4 separate regions of the Rattus norvegicus genome follow, and regions 1, 2 and 4 are each linked to region 3. The links are chromatin contacts, called in public Hi-C maps. All regions are on one chromosome and are shown on one strand. The core of a region is the stretch at or near the end of the contact, and the rest is flanking DNA. Distances in the headings are between cores, read along the strand shown. Region 1 has its middle 120 kb from the start of Tnfaip3. Region 2 has its middle 70 kb from the start of Tnfaip3. Region 3 holds the start of Tnfaip3 (TNF alpha induced protein 3). Region 4 has its middle 68 kb from the start of Tnfaip3.

The links. A called contact is a pair of places that touch in the nucleus more often than the background predicts.
Region 1: a contact with region 3 is called in a Hi-C map of psoas muscle, with 1.8 times the contacts expected there. The contact joins the enhancer-like site here to the promoter of Tnfaip3 in region 3. A contact is called at or near these places in 3 of 12 Hi-C or Micro-C datasets (Schwann cells, mammary epithelial cells and psoas muscle).
Region 2: a contact with region 3 is called in a Hi-C map of the A7r5 cell line, with 6 times the contacts expected there. The contact joins the enhancer-like site here to the promoter of Tnfaip3 in region 3. A contact is called at or near these places in 10 of 12 Hi-C or Micro-C datasets (the A7r5 cell line, the Rat2 cell line, Schwann cells and 6 more).
Region 4: a Hi-C map of the Rat2 cell line shows a contact between it and region 3, with 2.7 times the contacts expected there. The contact joins the enhancer-like site here to the promoter of Tnfaip3 in region 3. A contact is called at or near these places in 7 of 12 Hi-C or Micro-C datasets (the Rat2 cell line, frontal cortex, hepatocytes and 3 more).

The regions. Positions count from the first base shown.
Region 1 is chr1:15,658,717-15,661,899 of GRCr8, forward strand. No RefSeq gene overlaps it. Among named protein-coding and RNA genes, the nearest start is that of Tnfaip3, 120 kb to the left of the region's middle. Within about 2 kb of position 1,410, at least 19 of the 93 cell types and tissues checked have an H3K27ac peak or open chromatin away from gene starts, as enhancers often do.
Region 2 is chr1:15,471,859-15,475,117 of GRCr8, forward strand. No RefSeq gene overlaps it. Among named protein-coding and RNA genes, the nearest start is that of Tnfaip3, 70 kb to the right of the region's middle. Within about 2 kb of position 2,008, at least 5 of the 93 cell types and tissues checked have an H3K27ac peak or open chromatin away from gene starts, as enhancers often do. A contact at or near this core is called in the A7r5 cell line, where this site is marked.
Region 3 is chr1:15,542,244-15,545,622 of GRCr8, forward strand. Tnfaip3 (TNF alpha induced protein 3) reads right to left here and starts at 1,736. Exons shown (of 9, transcript NM_001427106.1): 1 at 1,524-1,736.
Region 4 is chr1:15,609,993-15,613,394 of GRCr8, forward strand. No RefSeq gene overlaps it. Among named protein-coding and RNA genes, the nearest start is that of Tnfaip3, 68 kb to the left of the region's middle. Within about 2 kb of position 1,504, at least 15 of the 93 cell types and tissues checked have an H3K27ac peak or open chromatin away from gene starts, as enhancers often do.

The sequences.
Region 1 (3,183 bases), core at 160-2,659, 120 kb after region 3:
GGGCTCCGGCCGCTCTTTAGACTATCTTCCTTGTTGCCAAGAGAGTTGCTACAGGAACTATGAAACCCCACGTTTACACTTCAGGAAATGTGGACCTGGAGGGCGAATGTTCAGAGCCTTACTACGGGGTGCACTGCAGAGCAACAGGTTAAAATGCAGCAATGCCAGCCAGGCCATTGGACCTGTTTGCCTTCTCCTCACCTTCTGCTTTAGAAATTGCTCGCAAACATGCTGTTTGCCACAGAGTTTCCACTTTTCCATTTAGCTCATACCTTAGCAACCCTCTCGTTCCAGGCAAGGAACAGCACTTGGCACAGAGCATGCGCAGAACCACATAGTGGTTTCCAAAGGGGCCTTGCATTCCCCTTCCACATAACTACGAAGAGGTGGAAATAAAGGTATGAGAGAAAGGCTGAGGTGAGACTTCAGGGCAAAATTGCATTCTCTCCGACTTCAGAGAACAGCCATGGAGATTATTCTGCAAGCCACAGCACAGGAAACTAAGGCTAATGTTCCTATGCAGTCAGAGGCTGCTGGTAGGTACTCCCGGTTCCCAGGAAGCCTGCAGAAGCAGCTCACCAGAGCGAGCTGTGGGCAGCTTCATAGAAAACGAAAACAAGAAAGTTTATCCTGTTCACCACTTTCACCCACACACTAGCCGTGTGATTTTAAAGTCACTTAGCTTCTCTCAGCATTCATTTTTGTCAGGAAGAATTGTAATATGTGGCCGGACTCTCTCATAGGTCTCTGCAGCTCGAAAGAGATTGCAACATGAATGCACTGTTGTGAACTGAAGTGTTCAACGTGTCTTCATTCACACTTGATCTCCTGGCTGATTTATGATTATAGACCTCTTTGATATGTCTCAGGGGGTTCCTGGAAGGCTTCACACCTTGGTAGCTTGTTTGTCTGGGGTTTAAGACATGCTGGGAGACTCTCCTTACAAAGTTGTCTTGTCTGCCTGTGGCTTCTACTTTTTCTGCATCTGTGAAAATGGATGTATAATGTACCTTAAGGCCAGTAAGCAAAAACCACATCCCTTTATCTCTTAGTTCTGAGAAGGAGATCAAATTACCAACTCCGTGAGAAAGGAACCATCTTGGTTCCTTTTCTTGCTGAAGTCATTCCCAGACGTGCACAGTGGGGCTAACCTAGCAGTCACTCCAGTAGTTCAAATGCAAAAGCAACCAAGCTTGTTGGGGTTCAAGGAGTTGGACATAGAAGCAACAGTTTCTTTATAAGAACCTGTGGGAAAGAGGAGAGAGAGAATATGCCAGGATATCGCAGCCTGGCCCTGAGAAGGGATACTGAAAACTGATAAAAGGTAGAAAATAATGAAAAATAGAAAAAGAACCAGGGATTAGGAAAGAAAGATAATGTCTCACTCGGGAGATGAAGAGGAGGGACAAAGACCTTATCAGATTGAGGCTCTTTTAACTGGTTAGGGACATGCAGGGAGCAGGCTCTGTGTAAGCAGCCACCATCTCTATCTCACACCAAGGAAATGGGACACAAAGATCTAGGAATGAACAGCCAAGGAGTGTCCACCCAGAGTGTGAACCTGGGTCGGTAGACTGGCTCCAGCATCTGCAGGCTTAAGGACCTCAGCTACACAGGACTATATTTTATGCCCTAAAGTCATTGTTAATCCCAAGACATCTCTTGTGGAGTAAGTTGGGGAGGTGAATAGTCTGCTATGAGTCCCGCCTCCTCTGTCATCATGAAAGGAAAAGAAAATAAGGAGGCATATATAGCTATGTCACTAGATTCCTGTCTGTTACTTTTAACTCCAGATATGAACAAGATTTGCATGTATTTCACAAGGATTAACCAGAGTATCAAGGACTACGGACTGGACTACTAATATAGACTTATGATTAATAGGTACAAGTTATATGGGAACAAAGGTTTACAATCCATAAAGTTTGTTCAAATTAGTTTTCTCATTTGAATTTCCTAATAGCTTAGGTAAAGGGAAAAAAATAGTTTCCCGGCTTAAAAATAAGAAGTTGAAGCTTAGAAAGTACTCAAAGGGAGAGAAGTAGAAGTTGTGGAATCTAAGTGCCCCAGCACTTAGGGCCACGTGCTTCCTGTCCCTTGACATAGGTCTCTGAACAGATGCACCCATGTGTTTTCAGAACTTTAAATCTTACTTTCGGTGACTGCACAGCTGTCCTTGTTACTAAGGACGCTGCCTCTTCTTCTGAGGACTTAGCTTCGACTCCCAGCACCCACACAGTAGAGGCTCACGGTTGTCTATAATGCTAGTTTCTGGAGCTCCAACGCCCTCTTCTGGCCTCCAGGGACACTAGAGTACACAGATGGCTCAAAGGCATATATGCAGACAGTATAAAAGTACACATGAAGTAAATAATCAATCAATCAATAACTTGATGGAAAATATTAATTTGAAATTTACTTTGCTAGGCATGTGGGTTTCGGTCATGCTTTAGCATACTCAGAAAATATTTCTGGGTAAAAATGGATAGTCTGGGAATTTATTGACACAGATTTGGGAACTTGACATTATTGCTACCAAGACAAATTTTCCTGCTGCATTTGTTTATTTTTATATGCTTCTGTGATCAATTCCCCAGACCGTTAGACTCATTATTTTCTGCCTCTGCCGGAACCCTTATGAAATTTCCCAATTGAGGAGTCCTATATTAGTCATCATCCTTTGCTCGAGTTTTGGAAATGTCTCACGCTAATCTCAATGGCACAAAAAGAAATTCCTGCAGGGAATGCCCACAGTCCCATGCAAACAAAACACGCAAGTGCTGAGACCCAATGACTAATCCCCACAAGGAGTGTTTAAGTGGGAATTGGTGGGCAGGATCCAGGGTTTCTTGTGAGCTTCCCGATCTTCTATTCTTCCCTCCTCTTCTAATTTCCTACAGTCATTTCCACAGGAGCTAGAAGACTCAACCTTAGAAAGCAGACGGCTTCCTAGGAACAGAAAAGCACACTACACTATACTTCAGGGTTAGTTACAATGGTCTGAGTCCTTGACCTGTCTCTTTTCTCTCACTCTGACAATTATGGAATACCCCTACTTACCTTTTTTTTTTTTCTCATACCCATTGACCTAGCACAGAAGAAATAAAAAATTCCTGGGGCCATAAAAGTCCCTCCTAAGTTAATTTCTTAGGGCTTAATTGGTGTCAGGCGTGTTTGCATTGC
Region 2 (3,259 bases), core at 758-3,257, 70 kb before region 3:
CTACTTCTGGTGATGTTACTTATCTTTGAGGTAGAGTCATGGTGACTGACTGATGGGCTTGGGGAAGGGGGAATCAGAGAAATCGGTAGTCAGGAAAAGAACTCTAAGTTCAGCATCTGGGTAACTGGCATACCTTATAACCAGTAATTACAGTAGAAACGGGTTCTGAGAAAGAAATGGGATGTACGAAGAAAGGGGGCACTTAAATGGAGAGTTGAACCATGCAAGCATCCAGATGTGGGGTCTGACAGGAGGTAAAAATGTGGGCCTGTTTGCATACACAGGAATGTAGAACCTATGGCATGAAGGAGAGAAGATACTCAGAGAAAAGAGCCTTCTTCAAGTCTGAATCCTAAAAAATCCAAATTCTGGTAGAAGACCCAGAGGTTGTGTCAAGGGATGTGAGAAGAGAAATTTGTTCCAGGTCATCTAGTTAGTAAGGAGTTGAACCCAAATTCTGGATGCAGTGGTTGGAAGGATTCCTGTGGGGTCAGACACAGAAATAACCCTCTCTGTGACCACTGTGACCCCTCCACTCCACATTCAGGCAGACTGATAGATTCTCCCCCGGGTGGTCTATTGGCATCCCAGATGCTCTTAAAGCAGTCTAGAACTTACAAACATCTAGATACATTTTAAGGTGCTGTTTGCTAGATTGTAGCAACCATCACCACTGCAACATCCTTCAGTCCATTCTCTCTCTCACACACTCATTCAGGTGAGTTTGCCATCGAGTCATCAAGCCCAGAGGATAACCTGGGAAAGGATTCAGATGAAGCCCCTGCTCTTGTGGAGCTGATACTGGGAAGGGGGGTTCCCCATTCCATCTCATCATGTGCCTTCATGGCTTCTCCATGGTTCACACTCATTCCCAGACCCACGAATGTTCATTCTGCTCTCCTCACCCTGTTCCTCCCCTCTACTTATTCAAATCCTCCATTTCTGTAGAAGCCAGCACGTCTAAAAATAGCATGTCATGCTCTTGCTTGTGGGTACTGATCTGTCTGCCTTTGGTTCTTGCTCCCCTCTGCAGAGATGCACACCTGCCTACGGAGAGATCAAGAGCCTCCCAGCAGACCCCAATATGGCGGCTTTTGCAGAGATAACAGATTTCTCTATATGCACACACACCAGAGAAGTAAGCCTAACAAAGTAGGTACGTAGAAGGGGCTGGAACCTGAGCCTTAGTGGGTGAATATAGCGGGCACTGAAGGGTGCAGAGAAAAGAATGAGATCAGAGGAAATAGTAAGTGGTTGTGACAAACAGCTTCAGGACACTCGGAGAAGGCAAACTCCAGGAGACCCAGGAAAGAGTTTCTGGCTGTTCTGATTTATCCTGTCCAGCATACTACCTATCACTAGGATCGGAAATAGAGCTCTGCTCTGGGCTTGTCTTAGGAGCCCAGGCACAAGGTGAGACTCCTGTAAGAAAGGTCAGTTCATCTTCAGCAGCACGAACTATATTAGGAACACTTTTCTCGGTGCTAACCCAATTAGCATCAAAGCCTTCTCAACCGTGGGGATTAGCCTAATGCTCTTCTGTGAGTGGTAGGACACTGGTGAGTTTTCTTATCCTCCAGCAGGTGGAGCTAGAGCTTTGAAAGGTTCTAGATGCTTCTGTGGCTGTGCCCACAGGCTCTACCAAATGTGAGAGGTGAAGAAGGAATGAGGAATTAGGAATGAAAAGAGTTACTCGGTGTAGAATCTGTGGTTGTATAGTTCCTGGTCTCAGCGTCTGACCCCCAGGACGCAATCAACAGATGAAGATAAGTACGTGCATCATCAATTGGGATGGAGTTAAAGTAGTAATTCTCCCCTCCTCCTCCTTCATTTTGCTCTGATTTTCTTTTTTTTTTTCTTTTCTTTTTTTTTGTATGTTTATGCCTTTTGGACATTCATATCCAATCAAAATTTGGAAGAACTCTGTGAAGTTGGCCTTCAAGTTGGTGTTTAAAAGAACATGTTGGAAGAGGCTTATGCTAAAAATAACCCGGTGGAGGTTCCTGTCTGTTTTCCAGGCCTTCATACTGCGGCCCTGGGCACTGTTCCTTGAAGTTGTTCCCCCCACTGCATCAAAGCTGTCTGAGTTGTTTGCCAAAATTCCAGTTCCTAGCCAAACAATCAAGTTTGGTTCTTTTGCGAACTAAGCTTAGAAATCTCTCTCAGATAGGAAGGACAGTCAGCCATCACTTATCTGCACTCTCAAGTTTTCTACTGAAAACTGAAAAGTATAGGTTTATATCCTCACAGCATAAAACCTGACCCATTTACTATCAGAAGTGTGGTGCTCCACTTACATTACCTTGTGTAGAAATGCACACATCCTTTGTTATGCAGATAATAATGTGCTGGAGAAAAAGGATCTGCCTCCGACCCTCTTGAGGACAGCGTGCAATATATACTGAATGGTGCCTCTAAAATCCAAAGACTTTTTGAGTTCAAAGGTATGACCCAAATGTTTCAGATGACGGTCTTAAACTATGTTCTCAGGCCCTGTCCGAAGGTGTTCTTTTAAAGCAGGTATATTTCAGGTTCTGGGGTAGGGAGAGCCTAAATAAAGAGTCTTGAGCAAGAGAAACAAGTAAAGATGCCCGCCACTAAAACTGATAGCCCGAGTTCAGTCCCTGGAACCCACTTGATAGAAAGAGAAAACCGACTCCTGCAAGTTGTCCTCAAACCACACAGACAGGGTGCACATGTATAAGTGTGTGTGTGTGTGTGTGTGTGTGTGTGTGTGTGTGTGTGTGTGTGTGTGTGTGAAGTAGAAGAAAAGTCCTTAGGCTCTTTAATATTTTGTATTCTAGGGCTGAGGGTAGAGCTCAGTGAGACATGTTTGTCTGACACCAACCAATCCCAAAATTTGATCCCAGCATCCCATAAACTGAATGTGGTGAAACAGAGACAGGAGGCCTGAAGTTCAAGGTCGTCCTTGGCTATATAGCTAGGTCAGTTCCAGGGCAGCCTAGAGTTAAATAAGATTCTGTCCAATAAAGAGAGGGAGAGGGGGAGGGAGAGAGGGAGAGGGAGAGAGAGGGAGAGGGAGAAAGGGAGAGAGGGAGAGAAACAGAGCCAGAGCCACAGCCATAAAAATAAAGAAAAAACTTTTATGTTATAATGTATAACTACTAGAATTCAGAAGTCATGAATACAGAAGGTGTTATCGAATATTTTAGAACATCGTATAAGATATGGAGGACTAAAAGGAAACTGGAAAAGCTTTCACTACCAGCACAGAACTTAATTAGGTCAAAGGTCAGCA
Region 3 (3,379 bases), core at 486-2,985:
TATTTTTATGGCTATTCTATTTTGCTCTTCTGGACCTCAAGAACTTTTAGCATAGATCTAAAAGTGGCGGGGGCTCTAAGCCATATGTAAGACATGCAAAGGTCAGTATCTGTCAGCCCACTAAGACCCCGTTCACGGACTCTGCCTTGCACTGCGTGCAAAAGTGCCTATTTAAGACAGAGCTTAAACCTCCCTCTGCCCAAGTTTCCAGTTCTTGGACTTCCCCACATTTAGAGAATAAAGTTTCCTGACATATCATTGTAATGTTTTATGGGTAAAAAAAAAAAATTAAAGCACTACCCTTAACTTTTAAAAATATATTTGTTACCTCACTCCCTTACAGATAAATTTCCCAATTTTTGTCACAGGATCAATAAGGTTCTTCAGAACTTACTCACCAAAGTCTTTCCCCCACTTTTATTTTTCCACTCTGAACAGATTTTTTTTTTTTGCCCGCGATGTGGAAACTTCTGTATTATTTATAAACAGATACCTCGGGCAATTGTTGGGAAGTACCCCTCCAAAAATCTATACAACGAGCTGCAAAAGATCCAAGTAGCATATCAGACCACAAGAATGAGCCCTGATCAACCGATAATAATCTGCTCAATAATCTAGGACATCAGCGTATGGAAGGCTAATGAACAATAATCAGTTCCAAACGGTGCCCCCCCCCCTCCACTTGACCAGACCAGCTTTCCAAAGAAAGATGAGAGAACAGGAGAACTAAAAACAAAGCATGCTCCAGAAAGAGCTCTTAATACCTCAGCTTTCCTGAGAGGCCAGGTGGCAGGATGTGGGACGAAGGACCCGGACTGACAAGTCACAGTCTGAGTGTGGAGTCAAGGCTGCAGTAGGGAGTTTTACATGCCACCAAACGTGGACTCCCCAGCAAGCAGGCCAGAGAATCATTTCTGCATGCATACTCTTATACCGGAGCAACTAGGGCCTTAGTGGCAATCTCAAAGCACGCCCCTCCCCTCCACCTCCCTCCCCGCAACCCTCCTCCCACATTGATCACTAAAAAGTTGGCTGGCTGAAGCCTCCAAGTTGGATTTGGTGGCCTCTGAGAAAACCATCCCCTGTTGGGCCAGTAATGCACAATATGGGAAGAAACCCCAGCGCGACTCTGCAAGGTCTACGTGCCTATGAACATGCTGCACTTGATTTCCAAAGGGGGGGCTGGAAGAGTGGGTACACCCACGACCACACGACCTAGGGACCCGAAGGGTGACTATTCATCAGCCAGCTGCAGCTCACGTCACCCTGCAGGATCGGAAAGGAATAGCTAGCTAACCAGACGGCTGGAGAAACTTAGGGCTGTCAACCTAAACACTTGGCACCCGGACCTCAACTCTGGCCAACAATACCCTCACCCCAGAACTCCTGCAAAGCCATAGCAAGACAGCTCCATACTGAGCTGGCCGTGCACCCTGAATCTGGCTGGCACTGCACCCCTCTGGCCGTGCACCCACCCCCCCTGTATCCTGCTAGCCGTGCACCCCAGCCGGAGTACTGCTCACCTCCTGGGGCCGCACGGAGCCCTCGCAGAGCCCAAGTGGCCGATCAGCCGTCACTGGCGCGAGCCGTAGCCGGGGGTCGTGGTTCGGGTCGTGGTGGGGGTCGGGCCGAGGCGGAGCCCCATGGACGCCCGGTCGGGCTCTCTGGTTGGGGGTGTGCACGTCTCTCGGCGGCCTAGCTCACCGCTCCGCCTCCGGCTCCGAAGGCTGCAGACTGGGCAGTTCCCTTTTTTTGCCTTTCAGTTGTATGCTTCGCCACAGGGGGATTTCCGAGGGACTTTCCAGTCACGTGACTCCCGCATGGCGAGCGGCCGGCCAGCAGAGGGCGCTCGAGGCCGTCCCCGCCCCGCCCGGAGAAACTCCTAGGTCCCGCCCCGGGGTGTCCCCGCGTGAGTCACCTGGGCATTTCGGAAGCTGCCTTCCACGTCACATCCATGTGGAAATAGTGGTGATGGGAACTGGAAATGCAATAGGTTCTTTTTTATAGCCTCTTTTCTGAAGAAAATCAGCTGTGAAAAGGAAGGGAAATTAGAAAGAAAACCCTAAAAACCACCCAGACACACAGGACCTCAGGCATGAAGCCGGCTTTGAAGTCTGGGCTGTGCACGTGATGGACTTAAGAAAGAACCGTTCTCAGGGTCCTGAGGGGATTGAGAGAAAAGGCCACAGGGTTCTCCAGACCCTGTGTCAGCTTCAGGCTGGATGCAATGCAGAGTGAGATGAGACACCATGATCCTGCAGTTTTTGAGTTACAGGGGCAAGGTCAAATTCAGAGAAAATTAAATTCACCTCCATCACCCCTACAACCCTCCATTTGCTCCGTTTCTCCTTTATTTCCGTGCTCCAAGGAGCATTAAGGTTTAGAAAGTGCTTCAAGTTTATTACTGTCTCCCCCCATCCTCTACAGTTGTTTTCTTAGGTGTTGTTTGGTTTGCCTGAGAATTAGTTCACCCCAAGAAGCCACTGGTGGAGAACCTTCCATATTGTCCTGATCCCCGACTACAGCTTGCCTTTCTCTAGAAGGGAGAAAGCTTCGGACACAGGGGCTTGAGCTCTGCAGAGAGAGAGAGAGAGAGAGAGAGAGAGAGAGAGAGAGAGAGAGAGAGAGAGAGAGAGATGCTAAAATGCTTTTACCTTCTTGGAGTTTTTCCTCTAGTGTCCCCTTGGCCGAAATCCTAGAAAACAGTAACGCAAACCAGGCAGATAGTCCGTGCCACTGTGACTTTAGGTATGTTCGTCAAGTTGCCAAGTTGCCAGGAAGTATACTGCACGTTTGAACTAGAAACATGTGTTCCTGTCCCCAGGAGTGACTGGGCTAGGTGACAGAGCACAATGGCATTTTTTAAATTATTATTTGTAAAGGGGGGCTTGAAGCAAGAGTACTGGCCACTACTCCAAGATTGGTCTATCCGCTAACTCCCCCCACCCCCTCCACATATCCCTCCACCTCCCCCCGACACACACACACATCCCTCCCTACACCGTTTCTATTTCAAATCTGGTAATATTTGTCTTCTTACAGATGTTTTCAGCTTCGGACACTCAAACAATGGTAGTAATTTAAGACGACATTCCTGAAGTATTTGTTACAGGTTCACATAAACTTTTATGTGAAATTTAGAAAACTTAAGCCACATGCGCCCACAGTCTACACAGTTTTTAGAACTGTGTCTGTCTTGTTCCAAAGCCCACCAGAGAGGGTTAACCACGTGACTATCTCAAGCCTAGGAATCTCTTTGACAAACACAGTAGCCTAGCCACAATAGATGCAGGCTCCACCCTCAGGAAACCACCAGGGCACACAGAGGTGATAAAAGATGCAGACTAGAAAAGCACACCACCTGGCAGAGGGTGTTAAT
Region 4 (3,402 bases), core at 254-2,753, 68 kb after region 3:
GGGGTGGGGGCTTCTAGATTTAGAATGCCGCGTGGCAGCCGTTGCTTCTAATCTGGAGAGTGGCAAGCACCCCCACCCTCACCCCCTTAACTTACTGATAGAGAAATAATTGATTGATTTGTAGTGAGGCCGAAACGTGCACGTTGTGAATCAGATGGGCAGGAATAAAGAGGAAGGATGGGTATCTTTATTTTCCATTCTGAGCTGTCTGGCCCAGAGCTCCCGTTTGGATTTTCCCTTGAAAAATTCCATGTTTCCCCCTAGGCAGCAATGCTCCTTGGGATAAATATTCAGCTTACTTGAAGTGCTAGCCCTTTCCCTAGGCAGTTTCTCCCTTTCCTCCCCTCTTCTCGCTAACTCTGATTTTCTTTTGTTCTTTTCTTTTATTCCTTTCTTTCTTCTTTCTTTCTTTTTCTTAGACAGGGTCTTACTTTATTGCCTAGATTGGCCATGAATGGACGAAGGTCCCCCTGACTTAGTATGTTCTAAGATTAGAGGCCTAAATTATTACTCCAGCTTAGTTTCTCGCCTTTAAAGAGTTCCTCTTCCTCTCCTGGTACTATGTTCGAGAACTTTGTATCAGGTGGGAGGATCGGCCCTAGACCCCCATGTTGCCTTCAGAAGATCTTCACCTCTCTGAGGAGTCTCTCCACAGGCTCTGGGACTGCTCATCTCCACGTAGATTGCTTATGGAAGCATAGTCCCTTGCTGATATCAGGGGTTCTATATGTCCATCCCTAGGCTTCATCCAGAATGATAGCATCTTGGTTTTACCTCCTCCTCCCTGGCTCTCACCCTCCCACATCCAGCCTGCTTTATTTAGTGGACAAACTCAGATTCTCAAGATAGCAGAAAGTCTGCCACAGGCTGCTAAGTTTCCTGGCCTCCACTGGTTTTAGGCTATTCCTCCCAAACTGCTCCGACTGACAGATACTTTGAGGTCTGGCCCCGACTCTTTTCTCCTGAGGCAGGTAAAAGGAGTCCTCTAGTGTTACCAACTGCCCTCCAGCAGCCCTCTAACTACTAGTTCAGCCTAGCACACATATCTCTTTTTCTTCTGTGAAGATGAATATTTTCAAATAGAATAATGTGTTTGCTATTTTCCTGACCTTTCAGGATCTTTTTGTACAGTACAGGGTAACCTTTACCTCACTGTGTATCCCATAGTGGCTTCATGCTTCTTGACAATGATCCTCCTGCCTCAGCCTCCCTAGTTCTGGGAATGCAGCTATGTGTTGCCGTCCCTGACACATTTTAAGAGTGCTGTCTGGCTCTAATCCTTATGCAAAGTAATGGCTCTCATTCTTTATGTTCTGCCCACTAGCTAAGTGAGACCAACTTATAGGAAGGAGAAAGGAAGCCACAGGCACAGAATGACATCATCTAAAAGTCTCAAAAGCTTGATTCCTGTTACAAATGTTTAAAGTATTCTGGTGGTTGTGACATTACTATGGAATGGGTGATGTTAACATCAATTCCCTGTCTGGGAGGGCTCCAGTAGTCTTCTTCTGAGTCATTCAAAAAACATGCATTCAGCAGCTCTCTCACTCTGAACATGGGGAGAAGTATTACCAAACTTGTATGCGATTGCATGTTCTCCAATGCTGCTAAACACACTTCCGGTAAGCCATCAGGTATCAAAAACAGGACTGGGATAAAGGTAAGCTGTAGCTTCCCCAGATAGTAAGAGATCCTGGAGCGGATAGAGCAGAAGAAAGGTGAAGCCAGGAAAGTGCATTTCACCTGGACCTTAGAGGCGCAGGGATCTGGAAGGGCAGACGCAACACTGTGTGTAAGAGCAGGTACTGAGGCTGCTGGAACAGATGGACCCATGGTTCAGGACAAACTGACTTACCGCAAATCAGAGGACGGTGTGTGTCACCAACGAAATTCAGAAAAGCATACTGTCTGGGAACTTACAGAATTCTTATTATTTTGTTTTTTTACCCCTTCGATTTTAGTTTTTATCCTGTTGGTTTTCTGGAAGGTTTAAACTGATAGGAACTATTCAAGGAGATTTGAATCGGGCAGACCAGCCCATGTTCGGGGCTGGTGACCCTGTTGTCATTTCCACCGGATGATCCACTGCCAGTAAGTTCCATGAATAGTGCGGATATGTGAAGCAAAGCCCATATGTCATCCGGCTTAGGAACACAGAGGCTTCAGCAGACATCAGGAAACACCCACGGACTGTCTGCCGGCACTCTATTCCTACACGGAGCTAACAGTCTTGTCCTGGCAAAGTCAACAAGATGCTAAATCCCAGTTTACATACAACAAACTAATACAGGGAACATATTTTTAGTTCCAAATTGGATTTTAAATTTAATTGTGGGAACGTAATCAGTGGCCTGCCACTTGCTGGAGGAGGCTACTTTTAATTTTAATCTAAAGTTATTATAATAAAGTAGAATGTTTTTATTTACAAGTTTTTAAATAATAAATTTATAAAATATTTAAAATGTTTATATATCCCCTATTAACATCCCCTTTTTCGGAAACATGGGGTCTGTGTTACCCAAACTAGATTTAAAGTATTAGGTTCAAGTGATCTCTCTGACTTAGATTTCTGGGTATCTGGGGCTATAGGCACACACCCTTGTGCCTGTCTAACCACTGGACACAAGTTAATGTTACCAATGGTGGGTGATCACAGGATGTCTTATGTGCTTGCACATAGCCCTAGGCAGTGATGCTGGAACGTGCCAACATGGGTTTTTCAAGCAATAATGTCACCAGCAGGGATCAACAGCTCAAGACTTTCTGTCACTGTTTTCTTTTTAAATAAACTGTGGAGCAGTGAGACAGAGGGAAGAAGGTGTGTGTGTGGTGGTGGGGTCATCTTTCTCAGAAGTCATCTTCCCAACCTGCTCTCTTTACTCCAGTTTAAACCTATTGAATGCAACTGAGAATTTTGGAAGTTGAAAGGAAGCATGAAGTCATTGGTTCCGTTTAAACACTACTAGCCGAGAGCTGTGTTATTAGATGTTTGACTAAGTCAGTCATTCCCTATGCATAGCAGAGACCTAGGCACCATGCTAGGCTGGTAGCCAGTCCTACTGAGGGTGTAACCTCTGGTTACACCATTCACTTTCTGTACGAGTGAATTGACTTTCACTCTGAGCAAATTGTTTGACCTCTCTGATCTTTGGTGTTATCTTAGAAAAGTAGATGGGAGTTATGTCAATTTGTACACATTTAGGGTCAAATGTGTGCAAACGTGTGTATAGGTGCAGATATAAGTGTATGTGATATTGGAGGATTACATGAAGTCAATTAAAAAGTTCCTAATTTATGTTTATCTTACGTTTACCTTAATGTAGATTAGGCATGGTAAAAACTTCTAATCTCAGTACTCAGGAACCAGAGACAGAAAGATCAACACAAGTTCGAAGCCAGCCT